Linked DNA regions of Lactuca sativa: region 2 is linked to region 1. The links are chromatin contacts, called in public Hi-C maps. All regions are on one chromosome and are shown on one strand. The core of a region is the stretch at or near the end of the contact, and the rest is flanking DNA. Distances in the headings are between cores, read along the strand shown.

Region 1 (6,962 bases), core at 1,157-3,656:
ATCTTCCATCCTCCTATGTAATATGTGTTTCTTTTCTGTTTTAGGCCTCCGTGGCAATTCTTCTAGCACTTGATGGTAATGGCTTATTGTAATGGGTTTTGGGCCACCACATAATATTGCCATTTAAGGGCCTAATATTACCTTTGTGAGTGGCAAATTGTATATACATTGTTTCAAGAAAGAGATTTTTATTATTCCTTTCCCATGTCAAAATCCAGTTCAACCTTGTTTCTTGCCGAAAGTAGTGTTTTGGTTGCAATTTCTCTCGATAAAAGAACACTATGGAAGGAGAACTTTGAAGCGAGGAAAAAAAAAGATTTTGTAGATTTCTTGTTTTTTTGCTTCGTGAGAGAACAGTTTGGGAGAAAATAGAAAAGTAAATGCAGACCACAACTCCATTAGTGCTTTTAAAAGATTCAGGTTGTTATAGCAAACTTCAATCCATGTCCAACTTGTTCGGCGACAATCTATGTGACATAGGGTAATAGAGAGAAACTGGAACAACATTGTAAAATCAAAAATTTTGTAAACTGTGTCTTAAGCAATTTACCCTTGAATAAACAAGATGAAGAAATAGAATAGCTATAACAACCTGAATCTTTACGTACACAAGAAACCTGAATCATTCATTCATTCATCAAACACATTGAAAGGAAGAAAAGAAAAGGAGATTAAACCCTAAATCTCAGCTACATAGATTAGGAATACAAACCCCAGTTTCCAGATTCTGTTGTTCTTTCCATATCTTCCCTGTAACCCTAAGTTTGAGTTCTTTCCTGTCACCACCGGAGAAGAAGAGCGCCATGTTTCTCTGTATAATCAACCCATCATGACTATCCCTTACCTTCCTATGGCTATCTCTGATACTCCTCGGTGTTCCTTCCCAAATCAGTTTCCTCCCGTTGGCTCCGACCTCTAAACTGTAGCTGTAATTCCTTGCATCTGCTTCATCCCCCATGAATCGAAGAAACGCCATGTAAACAGGTGCCATCCCTAGCTGAAACGCCTCAAAGTGAAGACAGAAGTACTGCCCAAAACAATGGAACACCTGCCAAACATCACATTACCCCATTAAAGAGAAAACCCTAAAATCGGAAATCAGAAATCAGGGGAAAAGTGAAGTGAACTCACTGTTAGCATCCAGGTAGCGTTTTCAACTTCACGGGGGTTGGATTTGACATAACGGTGGTTAAAAGTACAGCCTGTGTGCATGTCGACTTTGTGGTCGTCTCTGAGATGGGTAACCAGAAAAGGAATGTCTCCGGTGACTGAACATTCAGATCCGGCGTATGGGCAGTTGTAGGGTCTGAAGTTGCATAAAGCTTCATGCTTTAGTTTGCTGTAATATGGGAAGATTTCTGGGCATCCCAATGAAAAATATCTGCAGGGAAGTTCCAGTGATTCTGCAACTTTTTCCAAAGCTAAGCATCTGATATCACCCAGTTCTTGTCTACATGTAGGACATCTGTTGTGTACCCTTGTTTTACAGGTCGAGCATAATGTGTGTCCATTGTGACACTGTATAAATGTAAACAACCAACTTCAACAACTCAACAACTCTTTGTAATAATTCTATCAACACAAAAAAAAAAAAACCAAACTATAATTCAAAATTGTTCTTGTTCCTCTAAAATCAACAAATCAATCCACTAATTATATAATTTTATAAGAATCCAACATCCGTATTACTACGTGTACAATTTCAAATCTGAATCGCAGAATTTCAATCCATTTTCTTAAGAGAAATCAGACAAACTGTAATCCAATCCAGTATGGTATCAAAGTTGAAAATGAAATTTCCCTATTTTTTCTCAATCAATCAAATCAAATCAAACATGATACGCTAAATCAACAAGAAACAATGATTAGACGGGATGAAAAAAAAGGGGGAATCGATTGCAAAACCTGGTGAATTGGAGGGTACATAGAATTAGTACAAACAGGGCACTCCAACAATTCATGAACGCTTGTAGCGGGAGTCAATCCAGAGGGTAGTATTCCGATGTTATTATTATTATTGTGAGGTTTTGAAGAGAACTGGTGGGTGTGGATCTCTTCGTCTTCCATTCCATCCGAAGAAGACACGCACTCTATATTATCCAAATCCATAGATAGCCCTTGTTCTTGATTGACAAATCCAAATTGAACACCCAATCTTTTGAATTCAATAATCCAAATAAGGATTCAAACTCCGTCTTCTGATCTCCGATTTGAAGAAAAATGCGAAAAAGGGCGAAGATGGCAACAACAGAAAAGCGACGAACAGATCGATTTATGGAATGAACCAAACCAAACACCTTTTTCTCTGTCTCTGTAAGAAAGAGGTTCTTTTCTTCTCTCTGTCAACCCAACCCCAACCACAACCGCAACACCCCTGTATTTCTCTCTCTTTCTCTTTGTATCTGTATGAGTATTGAGTATTATTATTATACCCATAGGACGAGAGGTGTAAGCATCGCCGTTGAATTTTTTTGAACTCATTCAGATTCAATGAACCGACGGCTCATATAATTTATCTGGTCTAATTATTTCATTTTTTTATTTGATGATATAAAAAGTTCAATACATTCATTTATGTTTTTTTATATATATATATATATATATATATATATATATATATATATATATATATATATATATATATTTAAGGTTTTTTTTTCCTTTAATTATTTATAATAAATAGTTAGTTACTTTTTAAGATTATATATTCCATTATAGTATTTGTTTTATGTTATATGTTTTATGACAAAGGATGTTACTTTTATTACGTATAAACCAAGATTAATATTAAAATAAGACAAAAGCTACTCTAGAACCATTTTCTTTATCAAATAAACTACGTCAAGATTTTATATAAAAGGGGGTTGCTTCAAGTTTTGTTTTACTCGATATTTATTATCATAAAAGAATAAAACTAAAAAAAAAAATCTAATTTTAGAAAATAACACGGCAGTGTATATATATCCTGGTTCAGATAGAAAATAAAATTTAGCTGTTATGAAAAATAAATTTTAGTCAAAGTAATAACATATATGTCGCTATTTGACTTGGCTATTATGTACTTTTACACATCTAATATTATAATACTCTTTGTTTAACTCTAAACAAATCAAGATTTTTACCAGATATATTCATCAAAGTCATAAACATTATAAGAATGTTCATAATATTATAAAGAAGATCAGTATTTTACTTCACATATCGCAAGACAAAATTAAACAAAGTATTCAACTATATATGCTTAAATATATCCTTATTGGTGACATAAAATAAATGGAAATGGTGGTTCATTTGGACATTTAAAACTATTTTCCAAATAGAATAAGAAAGTTGAGTTTATATTATCTACCCGGCATATTTAATAAATTATTAAGATTAATCAAGAAGCAAAAAGATAATAAAGCATATGGTTTGCCTAAGTTTATAAAGCAAAAAGAGAATGATGAGTGAATTGAGGGTAGTGTTAGGTTGGCACCATCAACAAATCCTTGGTGTATAAGCATCAAAATTATTGGGTATGTGTCTCATAGCTAAATAACCTCCATCTCCATCCTTCTTTTACCCATCATCTCATATTCAAAAATATATATGTTTTTTTAGCTAAATAATTATTATAAACAAACTATTAAGGAGCTAACAAAACAAATCAATTACAACGAACAAACTAAAAGAGGATTTTAGAACTTAAGATTCCAACTAACAATCCAAAAAAACGAATATTCCGCTACACTATCAAAAAATCAAAAAATGTATCTTTTACCCAAGTCATCACACACGTAATAGTTTCTAACACTTCCAGTCCCTTTATGTAGCTCCTCAATCCATTCAAACACATCACCTAACATTCCCACCTAAGGGACTTCAAAATCTAACCAAGCAAAGACCTTCTCCCAAACTAAACTTGAAGTGGTATACTTCCATACACTGCAGAGCCAGAATCAAAGTAAAGGGGAGTAAAGGGTATCCCCAAAAAATTTCCGAAAAAACTTACACTACTGAAAAAAAAAATCAGAAAAAACTATACTACTGAAATTTTTTTTAGGAACATCCCAGGCTACTCCGGGAACCACCTAGCTCCGCTAGTTCAACAACACATGATCAATGACCTATGGTTATTCCAAACAAACCGAACACAAAATATTACCAACTTCAACACCTCTTTTGTTATCCCTAATTAGGTTAAATAGAAAAATAAATAGTAATATACTTCTATTCTTTATTACATTGTATCCTATTCCATAAAAAATTAACTATATGTTTAGGTTACCACAAACAATTATCCTAGGCATGCATAAAAGAATATTCAATGTACCATGTTTCTTGTATTGGGATAGTTCAATATTTTAAGTGTTCCAAAGGGCGTTGTAGTGTGAGTATTTATACTTATATTATCCGGAAAATAAATAAAGATGACAAAAATAACGGGTTTCAAAAGGTTGCAAGTAGTTTTGAAGACATCAAACTGACTACTTTGCTTAATCTTGAACTGATAAGTCAACCCCGAGTTGACCAACTCGTTAAAACATGTAGCTTTTATGAGATGCTAAAATTAAAATACTATGACAGGGTGTACATCAAGTACGTATGTAGGGAGGAGAATAAATGAAGCTAACAATGTCATGACATTTATTCTCTTGGATTCATTGTATGAAAAAAAAAAGTTATATTATGTTATTTTACTGATATGATACAACATATTGACATTTGATTGTAATAATGATGAAAGCATCCAACATAAATTTAATTATTAAATTAATGTCTCTCATTAGAGCTTAAATTAGTACATATCATCTATATACATACACATGGTGACTGATACAATCTTTCCCATGATTTACATGGCAGCAATAGAAGGCAACTCTGCCTCCCCCTCCGCCTCCATCTCTGCCTCGGCTCCACCATCTGCCGCCGTATCTGCGCTTGTCTGCAAAGAGAAAATCAACCGTAAATCTTTTTGTAGTAACATGAATTAATCAAAAACAGGATGTAGCCTTTTAAGTTACCTGTAAATGCTGTGATAGATAATGGGCAAGAGCACCTTGACCATGGAGGATTTTAGCACCACTCCCAACTGCCTCCTCATCAACAACCACACCATCTATTACATCTTTACCTGTTCTTTCATCAGGAATCTGCAATACATTCATAAATTATCATTCTATCATTTCATTACAAAAAATATTAATAATAATAATAATCTTTAGCTACAAACCTCATACATGGCATCCATCAATATGTTTTCCAATAAGGCCCTCAAACCACGGGCCCCAGTGTTCTTAGTTATTGCTTTCCTTGCAATTAATCTCAAAGCACTTTCTGTATAATGTAGGTTAACCTGCAAAAAATAATAAACAATTACAACTAACATATTTCATTAGTAAATGTGTTTGAGAGATGAAAGAAGACTTACTTGATTCATCTGAAATAACTTCTTGTACTGTTTCCCTAATGCATTCTTTGGCTCAGTTAGCACCTACAAAAACATTATTATTTACTGGGAATCCACTTTATTTTAACAAAAAGAAACACACCTACCAAAAAGTAGTTAATTAATGCCTACAAAGGTACCTGAACAAGTTGAGGCTCTGTAAGAGCTAACAAATTGACAAGAATTGGAAACCTTCCAACAAATTCAGGTATGAGGCCATATGCAATAAGATCACTACTTTCAACCTAACAAACATAATAAACACACAATTTATTCAGACACATACATACATACACTTACTTAATGGAAGAAAGAAAAAGGAGTAGGGATTTACAGTCTCCAATAAAGTTGAAGTCACTGAAGCAGATGTAACACCTCCAGTTCTCATGTTAGCACGAACAGGTGCACCAAAACCAATAGAAGAATCTTGGCGTCTGAAAATAAAACATTATAGTATATATTTATAATATCTATGAACACCAAAGAGTGATTAATAAGTAAATGATAGATACCTTTCTGAAATGGTTTTTTCAAGATCTATAAAGGCACCCCCACAAATAAACAGGATGTCTTTGGTATCAATCTGTAACAAATATTCTTATAGATAAGTACATAATTTGGTTTAGTAAATTAAAGACTAAAAAGAAGATTTATTTTATTTTATTTTATTTACCTGAATGTTGTCTCCTCTAGGATGTTTCCGTGCACCCTTTTCAGGGACATTGACTATCTGGATAAAGTGTCAACTCTAATAAAATTAACAAAATTTCCTTTTTTGCTGACATAATAAAACTAATATATAATTTCATATAAGGAATAACAAGAACATACAGTCCCTTCTAGCATCTTTAACAATGCCTGCTGGACACCCTCACCAGAAACATCTCTGCTAATGTTAACACTTTCAGCCTGTCAAAACAACCAATTAAGAAACAATATCATAAAATTCAATATTATGATAAGCTTGAAATTGAAAGGTGAAGAAACTAAACCTTCTTTGTAATCTTGTCAACTTCATCTATATACACAATGCCCTGTTGAGCTGCTGCAACATTATAATCAGCAACCTGAAATTAAATGTTATGATCAGATAAAAAAAAAGTGTTATACAAGTGTAGAAATTGCAGGTATTTGTATAAAATGGACATACAGTCAGGAGTTTGTATAAAATGGATTCCACATCTTCTCCAACATAACCTGCCTGCAAATTGCTATAAATTTGAGCATCCCAATTCCCAAAGATTATAACATATCAAAAAGCAAAATTAGAAACATGCCTGGGTGAGTGTAGTCGCATCTGCTATAACAAAAGGAACATTCACTAATCGTGCCAATGTTTTTGCAAGAAGTGTCTTCCCTGTTCTCAAAACAATCATAAATGCTTATATAATTGCAGATAATAACAGAAAAAGCCATATCCACGCAGCTTCAATCAATATTCAACCATGGTGGAGGATTAGAGAAGAAAAGGATTACCTGAACCGGTTGGCCCCATTAGAAGGATATTACTTTTCTCAAGCTCAACTGCATCATC
Region 2 (6,962 bases), core at 2,547-5,046, 460 kb before region 1:
CTCAAGATATCTTCTATATCAGATACTTTCTCCATTTGGTCTAACTCCAAAACAATTTCATCATCCAGAGGCTGATCATAATTCATACACACCAAAGAATGTTTGAATCATTTACGCCATTAATTAAATATAATGTTTAAATCAAGAAAACTATATATGTGTAATCACCTCACCTGCTCTTTTCGAAGACATTCCAGTTTCAACTTGTACAACTTAACATATCGTCTTTTTCTGCCTCTGTAAAGTAAAAGATTTTTAAGGGTTTAAGATTTCAAGCATTCCATGCACACATCAAATGGTAGATCATAGATGAATAAAGAACAACTTACAGACGTTCTCCTAGGTATTTCCATGAAGTTTTCTTCATTCGTTTACGAACATCAGACAACACAGAGTTTTGAGCATAATGCCACCATTGTATCTGCCACCCCAAAGGTCTATCTGATATAGGTATCCCCCAAGGGCGATATCGTCCATATCTAAAAGACCAATGTCCCATCTTTCACAATCTGAAAGTGTAATTAAAAAAGGATAACACCAACATTCCACTTACTTCTCTCTTAGCCGACAGGTGCATAGATAATCATACAGATACAGTATTTGCTGCAATTGATCTTCATCAAGGGACAAAACCTATAAGTCGGACATGTCAGTTAAATGTTATTTATGAAATTTGACATAATACAAGTTAAGAAACTAACCAAGCCAGATAACTCGATATCAACCGAGTATTGTGCTGCATTATTCTCGAGCCTTCCAGACCTGTTCACCTGCAAAGTACAACAGTAAAAACCTAACTAATGTGCAGTAGAAAATTGTTATGAGATGACGCAATTAGAGCATGACTTGCATACCGAAAGAGAAGCAGATACATCAACTGGGGACAACAAGTGAACATGTTCATCATTTTCAAAGCTTGCAGCAACCATTGACATGGAGTCTTCACCATTGTTGGTATACAGATCTTCAGCAGATCCATGAAAGGTTTTACAGTAGATTTCCAAACCTTGTATCTCAACAAGTTTGTTTACTTGGCCAGCTCTCACCTTTCCATTTAATACCCTGAAATTTTATTAGAGTAATTCAGAGTTTTAAGTAGTTGATAAACTGAGAAAAGATCAATTGGACAGATGACTGTAAAAATCAAAGTGTGCAATCTATTTTTCTTTGGAAATACTACATACAACAACATGATTGTAGAGAAAAAAAGAGATACCCAACAAGATTTTGCTTCATTGCAGTCAAACTAGCCAACTTCAAACCAAATACAGTCTGTGCCTTGTCATTTGAAATATCTCTATATACGACATGGACATTCCTGATGGTGACTTGAATGCCATCAATAATCTGGAAAGCATGACGGAATTAAAAAAACCTTAAGTTTAATGAAAACTTATTACATGATAAGTAACCCTAACAAGCAACAGAAACACAGGCGTAAGTGTTTATGATTTTATCATTATTAACAAGTTAAATCAACATGGAATCTCACTACCTTCGCAGTAATGTATGAAATAAATGATTTCCCAGTTTGATTATCATTATCTGCAGAACAACAGAATATATTAGCACCAAAAATGTGAAAAAATATTTGCTGTTTTTATGCAAAAAAAAAAAAAAAAAAAAAGTTGTGTCCCAGAATGTCACCAATCCCATATCTCCATATACGACAAACAGCATTTCTTCACCTGCTTTTTCCATTAATTATCATCACTTAATATCTGCAAACTTGATTGAGGTCTAGTTTTTTTCTTTATTTTGCCCTCATTAAGGAACATTTTAGATATTTGACCAATACCCAACATTTTTATTGTATATTGTCAAATCAAACTTATCTTCTTGGGATGAAAGAAGTAGATAAATAAACAGTGAATATAACTATGATTAACTAACACTCACTTTTACCTACAACTATTAAAAAGTATAGTAAAAGGATGATCTTAAACAACTCTGGAAGATCTAAGAAATTTTAAAACCGACAACAGTGAAGAAAAAGCTGCCAAATTTATATATAGGACAGACAAAACATGGTTGCATTTTCACTAAACTACAAAGATTGGACTTCTCTAGATACATGGATGCATATCATTCTAATGCACAATGAAAAACAGGAGTTATAACAATGTAACCTATAGCTATAGGTGGATAGCAGTCACTCACCACACACACGTTGTGATAACTTTGCCAGTTCTGCTGTAGCAAGTTTGGCCTTTTTTCCAGCAAATTCTCGTCTTTCAACATCATCAACACTCCACTACAAAAAAAATAGCTGTTTAAATTAGTTTTTTTGTGGTAAGCTGACCTGGCAGGGAAACCCTGGGCCCATGCAATGTAAAGTTATCTAATATGATGGAGATGTACAATACTCATATCTTGATATGAGATATCACTTACCTCTTCATCCTCACGTTGAGAGGCACAAACTAATATATCCTCCAAAATTATTATAATAGGGTCCCACCCAAGCTTTTTCCAAGGAATTCTAATGCTTAGCCTCCCAACCCGACCTATCAAGCACTCACAAATGTTAAATCATCACAGCCATAGCTCAAACATGAAAAACCACATCCCAGAAATAACAAAGTAAAATAAGTATTGCAAGTTTAAGGTTGATATCGATCACCTTGCTTTAGAGCAAATGGAAGTTCTAGATAATCAAAAGCTTCTAGAATTAACTCCACATTTTCTAAGAACACTTCCTCTGCATTAAAGGGAGCGTAAAAAGTCAATAGTATAAGAAATTCATTGCATATGGTCAACCATTAATGTGGTAACAATGGTATGAGTATTCTGCTTATGTTGTTATACCCTTCAAACTACATAAATGTAGATGAATAAAAAGTAAATATATTGTGCTGATAATAGTGAAAGTAGCAAGCCATTAATAACAAACTAAGTCAAAAAAAGGTCATGATAGAAACTGGTGACTTACCATTCCACAGTGTGATCTTGAGTTGTTCTCTGTGTATATCTTTAATATATTGGCCAAGATAACCTAATATCAGCTGCCTTACTAAACCTTCAAACATTTCCTATACCAATTATCAATTCAGAACATAAATAGTCTATAAAACTTCAATGTTAGTACAGTTAAACCATTATGATTGGCAAATTGAATTGGTAGTTAAACCATTATGATGATAACTGCGTCAATAAAAATACAAAAATGCATCAACATCACAGTAATGTATTACCTAAGTCAGCAACCTCCGTGCCAAATTAGCATGGGGCTACTATATGATCAAATGACTGACATTCATGAGTTAACCTAAGCAAAAAAAAATCAAAATCAGAAACAAAAAGAAGATGCTTAAGTATATAACTACCAAAAACCCTAACTGATAAATTACAGATAGAAAATCGGGCTACAGAAAACAGTATCAACACATGACATGCAACAAAGAACTGTGTTTGCATCCGTGGTCAATACAGGTAAGAAGGCTATGTTAGAGGAAACGGCGGTGGTTGAACCATAAGAAGATGCGATTTAAGATGAAGAATTAACATATAGGAAGAGGAAAAGAAGACGGAGAGAGAGGTGGTGATGTGTCTAAGTAGTGGATGCCGGAAGAAGGGCGGGACGGCGAAGGAAGAGAGAAGAGAGAGAAGATTACCGATTTAGGAGTCTGCCTTCGAGAAGACGATGAAGAATTGGAGGGTTTCTTTTTCAAATTCTTCGAACACAGGAATGTGAAACGACGCACGAGCAATGAGCTTGTGATTATAGACGTGAACAAGAAGCATCAGAATTGCCGATGCCAAAACAGTTTAAAAAAAGGGGTTTAAAAGGGGGCGAATTGCGGTGGTACTTGTGTCTCTTTCTCTCTATTTCTGATTTATGATCAGATTTAAGTTAAAGATATTTATTAAACTAATCGTGTTTAACAAAAATAATCCAAAAAACCTATGATTTAAAAAAATATTACCAACAAATAATACATATGGTAGGCTATATAAGGGAAAATGACTCTGGAGAGTAACTAACTATTGTGTTTGTTTTCATTTGATCCTTTTTTTTGTATTCAATATATCATCGAACTTGTAGTTTGTGTTCACCATAACCTTTTGATCGAGTATCTGACTTGTGATACTCGATCAAAAGGTTATGGTGAACACAAACTACAAGTTCGATGGTATATTGAATACAAAAAAAAAATGACCAAATGAGAACAAACGCAACAGTTGGTTACCCTCTTGAATCATTTTCCTCAAAAAGTTAAATGAAATTAAAGTTGCAAAATTATCAAATATTGCAACCTTCTTTGGCCATAACGTATATGAAAAGCGTTTCGGATGGGTAACTTCGTTAAAACATTGTCTATGTTATACTTATTGTGATTAGCTGTCAACACCTCTCTACAAAAGGATATGATTGTATATGAGAGGTATATTTATCAGCATAAACGTTTACCTCAATGTATATTATGGTGATGTGTCTGTAAAAGCTGCATGATATTGTACATATTGATGTTGTATCTTATCCCATGAATTCGATCTTAAAGCTAAGTAAACTAAAAAATCAAAACACTTGTGATTCCACTCGTTTGTAGACTTGTCTAGAGTCCATTATATGATAAATCATTTGATTAGAAATGTAAATGTAGTCATGAAATGCAGCTGCTTAGTCAAGATTCCCCTAATAAATATTCAAGTGCATTACAAAGTTGTACATGTATGAATAATGTTCTTTCGTGGATTATGTTTTGAAGAGAAGCAAAAATGAAGTTCATAAAGTCATTAATATCAGCAAGAGATGATGTGAAATTTGTTGTAAATGAGTAAAGGGAAAATGAATCAGGAGGGTAACCAACTGTTGCATTTATTCTCATTTGGTCCCTTTTTTGTACTCAATATACCATCGAACTTGTTGTTTGTGTTCACCATAACCCTTTGACCGGCAATCACGGGTCAAAAGTCGGTCAAAAGGGTTATGGTGAACACAAATAACAAGTTTGATGGTATATTGAGTACAAAAAAAAAAAATGAAAGGGACCAAATGAGAACAAACGCAACAGTTAGTTACCCTTAAGAGTCATTTTCCCGGCTATATAATAATAATTTATCGACAAATTTCTTAAAAAATATTACCATATGTATCACTTGTTAAATTTATTATTATATAGTATATAATAAGTGATACATATGGTAATATGGAATCGTGTTTAACAAAAATAATCCAAAAAAATTATGCTTAAAAAATATTACCAACAAGTGATACATATGGTAGGCTATATTTTCGGCTATGGTTATCATTTTTCTACTAGTAATTTGATGGGTTTTGGTCCTAAGAACATCCTATGTGCTCATACAAACCCTAATGTTTGGATCTAGGTTTCTCTATTGTACATGCAAGTTATCCAAGACTATAAACCCTAATTCTAGCATACAAGTAATCATATTAACATAAGAATAGGTTTAAGATGTTACCTTGATTGTTATGTAGTAATAACAATCCCAAATCTCCTTGTATTGACTTTAGAAAGCCTAGAGCCACAAATGTCACTCCTCTAATGGTTCACAAACACCAAGAGCAAGAGGATGAAGAGGAGAGAGGATGGAGGCTGCCCAAAAACATGTGAAACCCTATAAGAAGTCTTAGCCACGTTTTTGGGTCATAAGGGTCTTATATATAGTGAGGCTATTAGGGTTATCTAACAAGGAAACCCTAATTTGGATGCTTAAGCCCTAAGCAACCCATAGACTCCTTTAATTAGGGCCTTGGACGATTTCCTTATGGGTTTCCCCATAGAATTCGTCCACTCCTTAATATAAGGCAATCCATGGCCCAAATTGCAATTATCTTATAATTACAATTCCAGTCCCTTAAGTTTAATTAATCTCTTTTAGTCACAAAACTAATTATCAATTAATTATTGACTAATATTAATTAAACAATATGATTTCTCCTTTAATATATTATTCCCATAATATATTAATAAATCATATTTAATCATTTCTCTCCATAATTCATCCTATCAAGTTGCTTTGGTGAAGGCAACCCAAAAGGACCATGCACCATCGGGTCAAGTACATACCAAAATAGTTATGGACTTAGACACTAATCCAACATAATTATCATTGTTTACTGTATTAACATTACAGTTTTACAGACTATTTATGTGTCTAAGTTGATAATTGGTATAGGAAATGTTTGAAGGTTTAATAAGGCGGCTTAGAAACTTATTGTACTAACATTGAAGGTTTAGTTGTAATAAAGACAAAGAGCATAAACAGAGTGATCATCGAGTATAGTTTTTGTAATTCGGAGGTAGGAGATGGAAGAAAAAGAACATATTCGAAACTTACCTGAGAGGCTAAGATGGTTCGGCGACAAGGATGTGAATCTGTGATGCAGCGACGATTAAGAATTCAGAGGTAGGAGACGAATAAACTGAACTGGTCTTTCAACAAAATCTTCCCAAAATGTTGTGTGCGTAGATCGACTTAGATTATGTGTGTAGGCCGTTGTGAATGTCGTTATCGTGGTGAATGGGAGGGGTGAACTGCTAGTCTGCTATTGCTGATTGCTGAAGTTGTGGCTCAACCCGTGAAGGAGAGAGTCGGATCACTGATGGGGTACGAGCATTAGGTCTAGGTTGTTGGCTTACGCCTGATGGAAATGGAAATATGGAATACAAAATATTAATACACTAAATTAGGTTTGAATCATCCATAAACCCTATAATAGACTTGTGCATCGGTTTTTAGCGGTCCAAATATTAACGAGCCCAAATTAATATACATATTTAAAGGACATCGCGTTTAGGAATAGTGACTGTTCCATTCACCTTCGGCCATCTGTTGTCCTCCGCTGCTCGGCACCTATTGTCCACCGTTGGGTCTTCCAATCAGAAGAGGACAGATTTTAATCATTGTTAATCGTTTGCCTTCGTCTTATCACCGTTTAATATATTTTCAATTGTTGTCTATCAAATTCGTATTTTCTTAAAAACTTGAAAGAG

Evidence for each region. A called contact is a pair of places that touch in the nucleus more often than the background predicts.
Region 2: a contact with region 1 is called in a Hi-C map of leaf, with 3 times the contacts expected there. The contact joins the promoter of LOC111876265 here to the promoter of LOC111876229 in region 1. A contact is called at or near these places in 2 of 4 Hi-C or Micro-C datasets (leaf and seed).

What each region holds. Positions count from the first base shown.
Region 1 is chr8:6,720,368-6,727,329 of Lsat_Salinas_v11, reverse strand. LOC111876229 (E3 ubiquitin-protein ligase SINAT3) reads right to left here and starts at 2,406. Exons shown (of 3, transcript XM_023872767.3): 1 at 1,906-2,406; 2 at 1,132-1,518; 3 at 567-1,048. The coding sequence starts at 2,109. The coding sequence ends at 686. It overlaps LOC111876207 (CLP protease regulatory subunit CLPX1, mitochondrial), which reads right to left. Exons shown (of 14, transcript XM_052766052.1): 2 at 6,905-6,962; 3 at 6,702-6,785; 4 at 6,579-6,625; 5 at 6,421-6,495; 6 at 6,260-6,337; 7 at 6,102-6,158; 8 at 5,941-6,011; 9 at 5,763-5,862; 10 at 5,569-5,673; 11 at 5,411-5,473; 12 at 5,213-5,335; 13 at 5,004-5,132; 14 at 4,686-4,924. The coding sequence ends at 4,835.
Region 2 is chr8:7,178,332-7,185,293 of Lsat_Salinas_v11, reverse strand. It overlaps LOC111876265, which reads right to left and starts at 3,796. Exons shown (of 42, transcript XM_023872820.3): 1 at 3,615-3,796; 2 at 3,195-3,268; 3 at 2,933-3,032; 4 at 2,624-2,701; 5 at 2,395-2,507; 6 at 2,161-2,254; 7 at 1,496-1,545; 8 at 1,217-1,347; 9 at 855-1,062; 10 at 702-770; 11 at 554-633; 12 at 330-479; 13 at 174-237; 14 at 1-71. The coding sequence starts at 3,029.